Regions from separate parts of the Mus musculus genome. Here region 1 is linked to region 2. Evidence: chromatin contacts called from public HiChIP or PLAC-seq data. All regions are on one chromosome and are shown on one strand. The core of a region is the stretch at or near the end of the contact, and the rest is flanking DNA. Distances in the headings are between cores, read along the strand shown.

The links. HiChIP or PLAC-seq counts read pairs in DNA pulled down with a chosen protein or histone mark.
Region 1: an H3K4me3 HiChIP or PLAC-seq map of bone marrow-derived macrophages shows a contact between it and region 2, with 2.5 times the contacts expected there. The contact joins the enhancer-like site here to the promoter of Dgcr6 in region 2. A contact is called at or near these places in 5 of 39 promoter capture datasets (the SN4741 cell line, embryonic stem cells, frontonasal cranial neural crest and 1 more), 6 of 115 datasets of contacts at active chromatin or transcription factors (bone marrow-derived macrophages, double positive thymocytes, embryonic stem cells and 2 more) and 3 of 9 other capture datasets (adipose tissue, liver and pancreatic islet).

Annotation. Positions count from the first base shown.
Region 1 is chr16:18,139,545-18,145,409 of GRCm38.p6, forward strand. All of the region lies in intron 1 of Rtn4r (reticulon 4 receptor), which reads left to right. Among named protein-coding and RNA genes, the nearest start is that of Gm52241, 12 kb to the left of the region's middle. Within about 2 kb of position 3,562, at least 45 of the 459 cell types and tissues checked have an H3K27ac peak or open chromatin away from gene starts, as enhancers often do. A contact at or near this core is called in bone marrow-derived macrophages and double positive thymocytes, where this site is marked.
Region 2 is chr16:18,064,920-18,070,664 of GRCm38.p6, forward strand. Dgcr6 (DiGeorge syndrome critical region gene 6) reads left to right here and starts at 1,484. Exons shown (of 5, transcript NM_001289814.1): 1 at 1,484-1,680; 2 at 1,777-1,937; 3 at 4,505-4,605; 4 at 5,172-5,312. The coding sequence starts at 1,571.

The sequences.
Region 1 (5,865 bases), core at 2,312-4,811, 77 kb after region 2:
AGCCTGGGACCTTGGCTGGTAGTGGGAGCTTTTCACCTTTCTTTTGAGATAGGGTCTCTCATCAAACCTGCTAATTTGTCTAGCCTGCCTGGCCAGCGGGATCCCGGCTTCCTGGCCTTGTCCTTCCTGTGTTTCCAGTTCTGAAGTTAGAGGTTCAGACATCTGGTAGCATTTGGCTATTCTGTGGGTGCTGGGTGTCCTAACTCAGGTCCTCACATTTGCACAGCAAGCACTTTATCGATGGAGTTTTGCATTTTTAAGAGCTGGAGTTAGGGGCAGCAGGAAGGCCACAGAGAGGCTGAGGCACTGCCCAGAAGTGAGGTTAGAGGTACCTGGTCTCCCCAGCTTCACAGCCCCATGGCTCCCTCTCCCCATGCCTGCCGCAGCAGCATCAGGATGTAGCCAGAATACAGTGACCTCCTTTTCTGTAGGAGGCAGTAGTGGCTGGCTTCCACCTGCGCAGGTGAGAAGCCGCCAACAATTTCTATTCCAAATTGATTTCAAATAAGCGAGCGTTATCACACACAATCATATAGGAATAATTTATCACTCGTTAATAAAAGAGCAATTACTTATTCTCATTGCCCCTGCCCGTGTGCTGTGGGCTTTGTTGCAGGTTGGAGCTCTGAGAAATAGAGAAGCTGAGGCCCAGGGGTTGAGTTCCACAATACAAGGTGGCCCTTACTGACTTTCAACTGCTTCCCCAACCCCAAGACAACCTGAGATGGCAGGGCGTGGCAGTGGTGTCCACAGTGAGAAGAGTCTCAGTCAGGGCCGGTCAGGGACATAGAACCAGAGCAAAGCAGATGTGGAGGGGCATCAGGGTTGGCCGAGGGACAGTGACTACAGAGCAGGACCTGTGAGCATCCCTTCAAGGGTCTGAGTTACAGAATTCCCATAACAGAACATAGAGTGGATCGGAGACCCAGGTCCATTCTCAGCCACCCTTGGCTGGTCAGGGCTGCCCCAGAGACTAGCATGCCCTGCTCAGGATGCCAGCTTTCCAGCTCTCAGGACTTCCATTCTCTTCTCTCTCACCTGTCCTCCTGTTTCCCTCGGCTTACAGTTGACTATAGAGGATTTCCTTCTCCTCTTGTCACACCTCATGGGAAAGCAAACTCTTCACAGTGTCATTCCATTGTCCCCTGGGTCCCCTCCCAGGCCCTTGTCCTGCTGCCCTGGGACGTTCTCCCTTCGTGGGATGCACACTAACTTCTGTGACTGTGTTTTGTTTCGGCTGAAGCACCTGTAAGGACCGTACAGCGAAGAGCCATCCAAGCCCTCCCTTGTTTACAAATGTGTTCAGGCTGGACTGGCTGGGACCAGAATCCCATATTTTAAAGCCTTTCTGAGTCTTGCAGTATTGCAGTTTCCTGGCATGCAGGGTGCTTTGGGAAGCTTTAGTACTACCTTGCATTGTTTATGACCAGCTTTTCCTCCTGGAATCTCCCAGTTCCCAGGAGCTTGAAGTTAGCTGTGAATGCCCAGTGACGATCCAGGTCCTTGGCTCTAGGAGTGGTATTATTTCTTGGATATTTTTTTACCTCCATTTTCTGTTCTCCCTTCATACAATTGCCCTAAAACACAGTTGACCTACATTTGCCCACTGAATCTCATTCAGTTTTTCTTTTTGTTTTTCTTTCTGGAAGATTTCCTTGACCTTGTTTTCCAACCCTTCTATTGATTCTTTTAATTTTAGCAATTCTATTTTTAATTTCTAGACACTCTTTCTTGTTCTCTGGTGACTCCTTGGACATAGCACCCTGTTCTTGCTTTAAATCCACTTCTGTCCCTGGGTGGACCAGTTAGAATTTCCCCCTAATTTCTGACTCTTCCTGACCTTCCACCTGCCACCTCTTGAATTCCTTTGTTGTCCACCTCTGTGCCTTTTCACAGCTGTGATGGTTGCTGGTCAACTTTTCAACCATGCTGAGATGGGAGTGAATTGGCAGGTTCCAAGCCATCAAGTAGGAGCTGCCCTGGGCTTCCCCATATGCCAAGAGCAGAGACCCTTTCTCTGCATATCTCTCTATTCCTGACTCCACAGGGCATGCTCCTTGGTCACCATCATTTCAGAGGAGAGTGAGCAAGGGTCTGTATGTAGTTCATAGAGTGTGATGGTGGTGGTTGGGTGGAGCAGAAAGAACAGTTCGACCTGGTGATTAAGCTGCTGCAGCTGCTGCTGCCTGAGTTCAGGTCTCTTGAAGAGTGTGGCAGGCTGTGGTGTGTAGCCCACCTACCCCCACAGGCCAGCAAGCCTGCTAAGATGATTTTCAGGAAGCCAGCACACAGCTCCAGATATACTAAAGGCACAGCCTAACTGCCACTGTCCTTTGGTACAGGCACAGTATTCTCTGCATAGAGCAGGGACCACAGTCAGGCCATGGTAGAGTGGCTTTGTGACTGCTACAGCAAAGGGTTCTCATGGCTCTTATGTGTTGATCTGTACCTTGCCTTCTCCGGCTCCTCATCTGAATCACAGTGACCAAGGTCAGGCATAGAGGCTCCATGTACCAGTCCTGGGTGTCAAGACGTAGGCTAACTTCTGGGGAGGCAGGACACTAACTCCAGCCCAGACCTGGCTAGGAACACTTCAGTGCGAATTCAAGGCTGTAGGCAATCTATAGGGTCCCAAGAGGTGGTGCTGGGCCAGCATGATCCTCACATTGCTGGTGTGGTGACAGGCTCAGGGGACCTGGCTTCTTCTCTAGCTACTCTAAAAGTGAGTAGAACATTCATTTGAGCCTCAATCCTCAGCCAGCCTAAGGAAGAAGGCTTGGACCAAGAATGAGGTGCTGTGGGGGATCAAGGAGGCCAGAATAGCTGTCTCTTCCTGCCCTGTGGTCCTTGGGGACTTAGGTAAGCTTGCAGGAATCCTGGGACCAAGGTGTGTGCCTAGGGCCTTCATGTGTGGACTAGAAGTAATGGCTACCTACTCACTGTGTAACGTGGTGTCTTGGTCACTGTGCTATTGCTATGAAGAGACGCCATGACCAAGGCAACTTGCATGAAAGAAGGCATTTAATTGGGGGCTTGCTTTCAGTTTCAGAGCTTAGTCCATTATCATCATGGCAGGGAGCATGGTGGCAGGCAGGCATGGTGCTGGACAGTAGCTGAGAGCTACATCCTGATCCCCTAGCAGAAAGAGTGACTAGGCCTGGCATGGGCTCACCTCAAAGCCCACCCCAGGTGACACACTTCCTTCAACAAGGGCGCACCATGGGCTGGAACCTCAAACTATGATCCAAAAGGAACCTTTCCTCCCTAAAAAGCTGACTCAGATTTTGTCACAGAAAGCTGACTAACACATGACCGTGACTGTTAAGTGATGGTTGAGGTCCAGCAATGATGGTGATTATGATAGTGCTGATGCTAATGACAGCAACAGTGGTGACGGTGATGGCCATGGTGGTGGTGACAGTGACGGCAATAACAATGGAGATATCCATGTGATGATGACAGCAGAAGATACCCAATGCCCACTTTCAGTTTGTGATCCTGGCCATGGGTCTGCATGAGTAGCTAGCTCTGAGGTCATCAGAAGTGGTCCAGACCTTCCTGTTTATCAAAAAGTACTTCCTTTCCCTTTCCTGGGCTAAGTCTCCTTACTCGTAATAAATCCTGTTTTCTTAACTGTGAATGTCTGGTCTGTTAGCCAAGGCTAGACTCTTGTCATCTTGGGAAGTTTATCAGTGCTGGCTTGCTCCCATGTCCCATGCTCCCATTTCCACCCAGACCAAGAACTAATGGTTATGAGTCAGAGAACCAGCTCCGTGGAGCCTGACCAGATCTTCTAAAGCAGTTTGCAGCAAAGGGTCATCAAGGCCCTGCAGAATCTGGGGGGTGATTATACTGGCACGGCAGGACCAGCATCCCAGCAGACCCCCACCTGAGCCGAGCCACTACCAACCCCAAACCCACCTCCCCCAGGTTTGTTTCCCTGTCAGGGTGTTTTTCCTTCCCTCCCAGAAGAGGAGTGACCCTTACTACTTCCTCCTGATACCTGGGGACAGCCATTCATCTCTTTCTTAAAAACAGTTTTGGTCTTTCGGCTTGTTTCTTCTTCTTCTTCTTCTTCTTCTTCTTCTTCTTCTTCTTCTTCTTCTTCTTCTTCTTCTTCTTCTTCTTCTTCTTCTTCTTCTTCTCCTCCTCCTCCTCCTCCTCCTCCTCCTCCTCCTCCTTCTTCTTCTTTTTAAAGATTAAAAAAATTTAAGCCTACATGTATATGTGTGAGCTGTGTGCCTGGCTCATGCCCTCAGAAGGACATGATCATGCTCCCCCAGGAACTACATTTAAGAATCACTGTGAGCTGCTATGTGAGTGCTGGGACCCAACGTGGCCTCTCTAGGATTGTTCTTGACAGGATGGCCTCCAACTCCTCATCTCCTTGCCTCCACCCCCCAATTCAAGAATAAAGGGTTCTCTACGGCACCCAGCCTGGTTTGGGGTTTTTGAGACAAGGTCTTGCTATGAGTGGCCTTCAGCTCAGAATCCTCCTGCCGCAGCTTCCCACTTTGATTTCCAAGTTGCGTTCTATTATACGCTACTTCCACATGCTACCTCCAGTCCCCTCGAGTGTTGGTCTTGCCCAGTGTTCCCCTATGCTAACTCTACACTAAGGTGAGAGACCACTGTGATCAGCCCATCCAGCCATGTCGGCTTGGCAGGAGCAATAAATAGCCTTCTCTGACTGCAGAGTTCCTTTTCCTTAGGCAGGAGGTCCAGTGCCCTTGACTGAGTCTTTGTATGTGTTAAGATAACCACACTGCACACAGCAGGTGTTCAGTCACAAAGCAGGTCGGCAAACTTCCTGTAAGAGAGCCCTGCATTGTGGGCCACACCATGTGCGGTGCCAGCGTCACTGTGCCGAAAGCAGCCCTGGATCGTGGGTGAGCACATAGATGTGGCTGCATGCCAAGGAAACAGCTTATTGCTAATGGAAAAGCCCGCTCTTGGGCTCTTGAGTGCCTGGGCCCCTCAGCCTTTCTTCTAGCTCCATGGACTCAGTGCTTTGGCCTTGGAGGGTGATTCCAGCGGGCATATACTCCCTCTTGGATCCCTCGTGCCCACCGGCACTCCCTGCCTGTCTGCTGCTCTGTGACAGAAGTCTCTGGAGGCTGGGGCGGCCCAGCTTAGGATGGCATGCTGAGGCTGGCCATTTCTAGCGGAGTCCTGTCTGCTTTCTTTCATCCTGAGGAGTGGCCAAGAGGCACCATCAGTGGGTCCCAGAAGGTGGAAGCCAGAAGGTGCAAGCTGATGACAGCCTCAAGGCCTGCATTGCCTTCTTATAGCAGAATAAGTTCAGCCTGGGCAGAGGCCACTGCTTGCTTGGTTGATCATGTTTTACAAATGCAAGAACCTTGGAAAGGCGTCACCTACCTCCTCCCACCGCAGGGTAGCAGACCCTTCTCTAGGCCCTGACATCTGCACAGCCCTCTGTCCCAGTCCATTTCTGCCCCTTTGCTCAAGGCTTTTATAAGATGTTCACTCTGTTTTGCATACTACAAGTGACATATTGGCAACACAATCCTGTGTCTGCCCTCCCCACCCCAATTGCTTGCCCCTAGTATATGTTCTTATCTCCCAGTCGAGGCCTAGTATATAAGCGTATCACATGCACCCCCAAGACCTGTACTTATTTGTGTTGATACTCAGGGCCTCAGGGATCAACAGCAGATTCAGGGATAGGATGGGTGATCCAGGGCTCTGTCTAGGATACTTATCCCAGAAGTAGATAAGAGGCGCAGAAGGCAGAATCCAGTACTATAGACCCTGCCAGGCAGAGCCCTCCATCCTGGACAGCATCAGGACGGCAAGAGTATGTGTGTGTGTGTGTGTGTGTGTGTGTGTGTGTGTGTGTGTCGG
Region 2 (5,745 bases), core at 234-2,733:
ACATCCCCAGCTGCAGATCGTGACTTTTAAATGTCTGATTTAAATGATTCACCATAATTTGGTATACTGTCAACATTAAATTACAGTTACTTTGGAGTATATTTATTCATGCAAATTATTTCTCCATGCACAGGTGTTTCAGAGGCTTTTCTATTGCTGCGAGGACACCATGAACAAGGCAACTTACAGAAGGGTTTGTTGGGGGTCTTACAGCTTCAGAAGGTGACTCCAGGACCACCATGGTAGAGAGCATGGCACCAGCCAGGTAGGCAGGTATGGCCCTGGGGAAGTAGCTGATAGCTTATATCTTAATTCAAAAGCATGAGGTGGTGCTGGTAGTGATGAGACAAGAGAAAGAGACAGACAGACAGACAGACAGACAGACAGACACACTCACACAGAGAGACAGAGAGTCAGAAAGAGACAGACAGAGACACAGAGAGAGAGAGAGACAAAGAGAGACACAGAGACAGAGGTAGAGAGACATACAGAGACAGACATACAGAGACAGACAGACAGACAGAGAATGTATGGATGGTGTATGTTTTAAAATCTCAAAACCAGCCCTCAGTGACACTCTTTCTCCAATAAAGCCACACCTCCTAATCCTTCCTTAGTAATTCCACCAACTGGGGACCAAGTTTCCAAATATCTGAGGCTATGGGGTCATTTGCATTCAAACTTCACAAGGTTTCTTCACTGTAATTTATGTTACCCAGATCTGAATTCACTACTTCAGAGCTTATCGTGGCAAAAGGGAAAACAAAAAGAAAGTAACCAGGATGATTCAACAGAGTTATATTTTTAAAATAGTAATAAAAGGGAAAAAGATGGCACATCAGGGAATGTAATTTTTATTTAAAAAAACGCTGTAGGAAGGTGTCATTTCTCTTATTCATGCTGCAAACTAAATTATGAATGTGGACACTGTCAGGGGCTGGGGCTGGCTCAGTAGGTAAAGGACTGTTGAGCCAGCATGAATTCAACTTCACAAGACTCTTTTCTCATCTACTCTCCACTTCCAGGCAGTCGCTGAGGTTTCCTTGTGGGGGTGGGGTATCCTTTAACGCTAATAAAATTGTCCTAAAGTCTTTTATTAATGAGAATAAGAACCCTAAAGAGAAGCTGGCTCTCCTCCGTACTGTTTTCCTGAGGTCCCCCAGGGTGGATCACAACCCGCTGGGAGTGTCCAGCTTCCAGTGGCCTCAGTCTGCGCACACTAGGCGCAGGCCAGACTGGCTTCTTTAAAACACCCAGCAGGCCAGAGTTGCTTCTTTAAAACACCAGAATGCAGAGCCCTGGGCGCGCACCTCCAAGGTCAGCACCACTTGGGAGCTCAGCGAGCCCCTATTTCTTCTCCCTAGGACAAAGCGCTTACAAGCAGTCTCCCTGGTGGGTGGAGCGCGTCTTATTGTGCCTGACGCACCACGGTGAACGGCCGGAGACCGACCGGAGGGGCGGGGCGCATGCGTCGTTCGCGCTGGAGAATGACGTGAGGGGGCGGGGCGCGCCGGGGCACCCTAGGAGACCGAGTAGAGGGGCGGCGGGGGACCGCGCGGTAAACCGCGCGATGGACCGCTATGCGGCCGCCGGGGATGAGGCGGCGGATCGGGCCCGGCAGCAGGAGCGGCACTACCAGCTGCTGTCAGCACTACAGAGCCTGGTCAAGGAGCTGCCCAGGTGCGCGGCGACGGGCGGCGGGAGGACCGGGGCCGGGGCCGGGGCCGGAGCCGGGGCCAGGGCCGCGGCCGCGCTCACCCGGCGATCTACCCGCAGCTCCTTTCAGCAGCGCCTGTCCTACACCACGCTCAGCGACTTGGCCCTGGCGCTGCTCGACGGAACGGTGTTTGAAATCGTGCAGGGTCTTCTGGAGATTCAGCACCTCACTGAGAAGAGCCTCTACAACCAGAGACTGCGGCTGCAGAACGAACACCGAGGTGCAGGGGGCGACGGGACCTTCCCTAGGGCGTCCCTAGCCGCGGGAGCCTCGGGTCAGGGGGTGCAGAGCCATGCTGATCCTTTTAGTCTGCTGTCCAGAAACTTCTTACTCGCGTTCCCTAGAGTACCCACATCCTCCTAGGCTTGATGGACCTCGCTGCTTGTAGGTCTGTTGATAGCTGTGTGCTACCACAGAGATAATCCATTATTCCAGCACCTTCCCATTGAGTATCAGGCTTGATCACCTCCTCCTATAAATTATACTAGGCATCTTCCGTTGTACCATCAGATCTCCTTTCCATTTTATTTGTTCAAGCTTGACTCGGTTCAAACATTTTAGGAAAGAATAGTGTGACGATGTCCCCATGCTACGTTATAGATCTTTGGGCTTTGTTATTGCTTTGGATTTTGAAACTGAGGACTGAACCCAGGGCTTCTCACCTGCTAAGCAGGTTTTCTATATTGGGCTACATTTACATGCAAACATACTCTGCCTTTCTGGCAATGCCTGTGTGCTGCCAGACAGGATTTTCCCATTAGAGATAGGTGTTGGATTTTGTTGAAATCTTTTGCAGTTCCTGTGGAGATGATCAGATGGTTTTGCTGTTACTCTCGTGAGACATTGATTTCTAAATCCCAGAAAGGAATTGTATTCTAGGAATGCATCTTGTAATATTTGTGTGGGGATGAAGGTAATGCCTCAGAATGTGTTGAGAAGTCTCTTGTTCTCCGAGAGCTTTAGTTCTTCACCAAATGTTTGAGTGGCTGTGCTTTTTCTTTTTTTTTTTTTTTTTTTTAATAATTTTTTTTTTTAGATTTATTTATTTATTATATGTAAGTACACTGTAGCTGTCTTCAGACACACCAGAAGAGGGCGTCAGATCTTGTTACGGATGGTTGTGAGCCACCATGTGGTTGCTGGGACTTGAACTCCGGACCTTTGGAAGAGCAGTCGGGTGCTCTTACCCACTGAGCCATCTCACCAGCCCGGCTGTGCTTTTCTTTATTCTTTTTAATGTTTTGATGGAGGTATGTGGTATATCTAGTTCACAAGCCTAAAGTACACGACTAAGTTCATTCTTTTCCATTTTGGTTTTCCGAGACTGTTCCTCTGTGTTGTCTAGAGCTGGCTGTCCTGTCTCAGCCTCTCCAGTGGTGAAATTCCAAGTCTGGGCCAGGCCCTACCTTGCTCATCCTTTCCAGTAAGCAGGAGGAGGCTTTGTTCCTTCTGTTGCTTCCACCATTCTTCCAGCACTTGCTTCCATCACCAGGAAGGAAAGACACCACTGACTTCTTCTTCCCCTGATTTCACTGTGGAGCTGCTCATCATCCTATAGAGCCCTTTTGGGTGGGATGTTCTTGGTACCTGCTTCAAGCCTTTGCTAGTTGTCTTTCAGAAGGCTTGAACTAGGCTGATACACCTGGCAGTGAGTGCCTCTGCTGCCTTCAGCCAGATACAGAAGGTGGTGGCTGGCATGGGCCACCTTGCTGTCCTTGGACATTACCATGGCCAGGTCCCTAGTGAGCAGGGAGCCAGTGTGGACTCTGGGAACTGACCTGGGATGTTCTGCAGTATTGGATAAGTGGACTGAAGGAGATGATGTCTCACACATGTACCTGCTGCCCCAAGCCTTCTGACTACTTCATATTCACTGCAACCAGACAAGCAGGCCATCTCTTCTTTGCCCTTGTGTTGATGAACTTATGATAGACTAAGTCAGTTTCAAACAGCAATGATAAATGGTATCACTGGGGTACATAAAATGCCAAGACCTAGGGGAGGCTGTAAGCACTGCCGAGGCTGTCAGATTTAAGGGAACCCCAGGGACCCTTCTGAATAGAGCTGTCCCATGAATCTCCTCTAGGAATAAAGGTGTTGGCTTTCTCAGAGCCGGCCAGCCACACTCGTGTTTTTGGGTGTGGTGCGCTCCGTTTTGTGATAGTGAGTACTTAGCACCCTGTGCTCCCTTCTCTCTCTGCCCGTTAGGGCATGTCTACGTGTGTGGCAGTTTACCAGGGACTGGGTACTTTGCTTGCTAGCAGAGGGTAAGGACTTCCCAGCACAGAACCCTGTAGGCTCACAGTATGTGGCTTCACCTCCTGGCTGCCAAGCAGGGGCTGCTCTGCTTACCCATAGGGTAGCACCAAGCTTGATTCAACACACTGCACCACTGGCAGACAGAGCCCCCTTCCTCCTTGTATGGGCTTTGAGCTCTTGAATGCTTAAGTACTCACCCAGAGTCCCTGTGTGATATCCTTTGGAGGATGTCCAAGAAAGCTAGAACTGGGCCACCTGAGACCAAAGGCCACCTGCCTCAGGCACCTGTCTGCCCCCTGTTCCTGCCCTGGTTGTACTGAGCTCTGATCTTTGCTATACCTGCCTAACCTACACAGCCCTGTCAGCACCGTGGAGGTAAAGGAGGGTGCTGGTTGAGAGCAGTCCTTGAGGGACTAAAACTCCCCACAGCTTTCTGGGAAGTGCTTCCTTGAACTAGACCTCTCACCCAGCTGCCCCTGTCTTCCCAACACCTGCTTTTGCTGATGGACCTCTCTCCCTTCCTCACAGTGCTCAGACAGACTCTAAGGCAGAAGCACCTGGAAGCCCAGCAGTCCTGCCGGCCCCACAACTTGCCAGTGCTCCAGGCAGCTCAGCAGCGTGAGCTGGAGGTAGGAGTTGGGACTAGATGGCTAGGCCTGACTCCTCATGGGTACTAGCTGGCTCAGTGGCGGGGCTGAGGGTGGTCCAAGGCAGAGCTAATGGGTGCTGAAGGGTTGGTGAACTCATGACTTTTTCCCATGGTGACTGAGGAGAGTCACAGCCCATCTGTCACTCCCCTGTCCTGGCAAACAAGCATCTCTGTGCTTATAGAGCAGTCACTGAGTTGGGACCCTGCCCTTTCCATCTCAGGTGATGAAGCACAATGTTGAGATGACAAAGACCAGTCAGGAAGAGGCCAGGGAGCTCAGGGGCAGATGTAGACCCTCAGGAAATCAACAAGCCTTGATGCTGGGGATGAGGGCAGTGGCTCCAAGGGATGAATGACAGATCTCAAAGGCATTTCCAGCTGGGACTGTTGGGGACCCCTCTGCTGAACCACAAGCAAGGATACCGTGTCACCAGAATCGCTGTGGTGGGCAGGGCAGCCAGGAGGAGGTAGCAGGTGGGAGCTTGTGTTTAAGGCATCCCTGGGCGGAAGCCCTAGCAGGAACCACCCTTACTCAAGTCATGGCAGGCCATGGAACATCGGATCCGGGAGGAGCAGCAGGCTATGGACCGAAAGATTGTCCTGGAGCTGGACCGGAAGGTTGCCGACCAGCAGAGCACACTGGAGAAGGCAGGGGTAGCTGGTTTCTACGTGACCACCAATCCTCAGGTCAGCACCTCAGCCAGCCCTGTCACCACCTGTGTCCCAGCCCCTGAAGGTTCAGTTCTATCTGGAACTTTTGTTTTAGGTTTTCTTCTGGTTGGGGGTGATTTGCTTTCTTTTTTCTTTTTTCTTTATTTCTGAGACAAGGTCTGCTATGGCCTTTAACTTGAGGTCCTCTGCCTCGGCTTCTAAGTGCAGGGATTATGGGTGTATGTCAATACACCAAGCCCATCTGGAGTCTTGGCACATTGGTTCCTAGTGAGCTGAGGGTCAGTGATAGAGCTTAGGTGAAAGACCCTGTGAAGGGCAGAGTCTAGTCCCCATGCCCGCCCACAGGAAGGGGAACGTGCTCGCCCCAGGTAGTGTTCACCTGTCTAACCTTGCAGAGGCTTCTTCCTGTCTCTGGCATGCCAGCCTCTGTTTCACTGTAAGTCAGTCA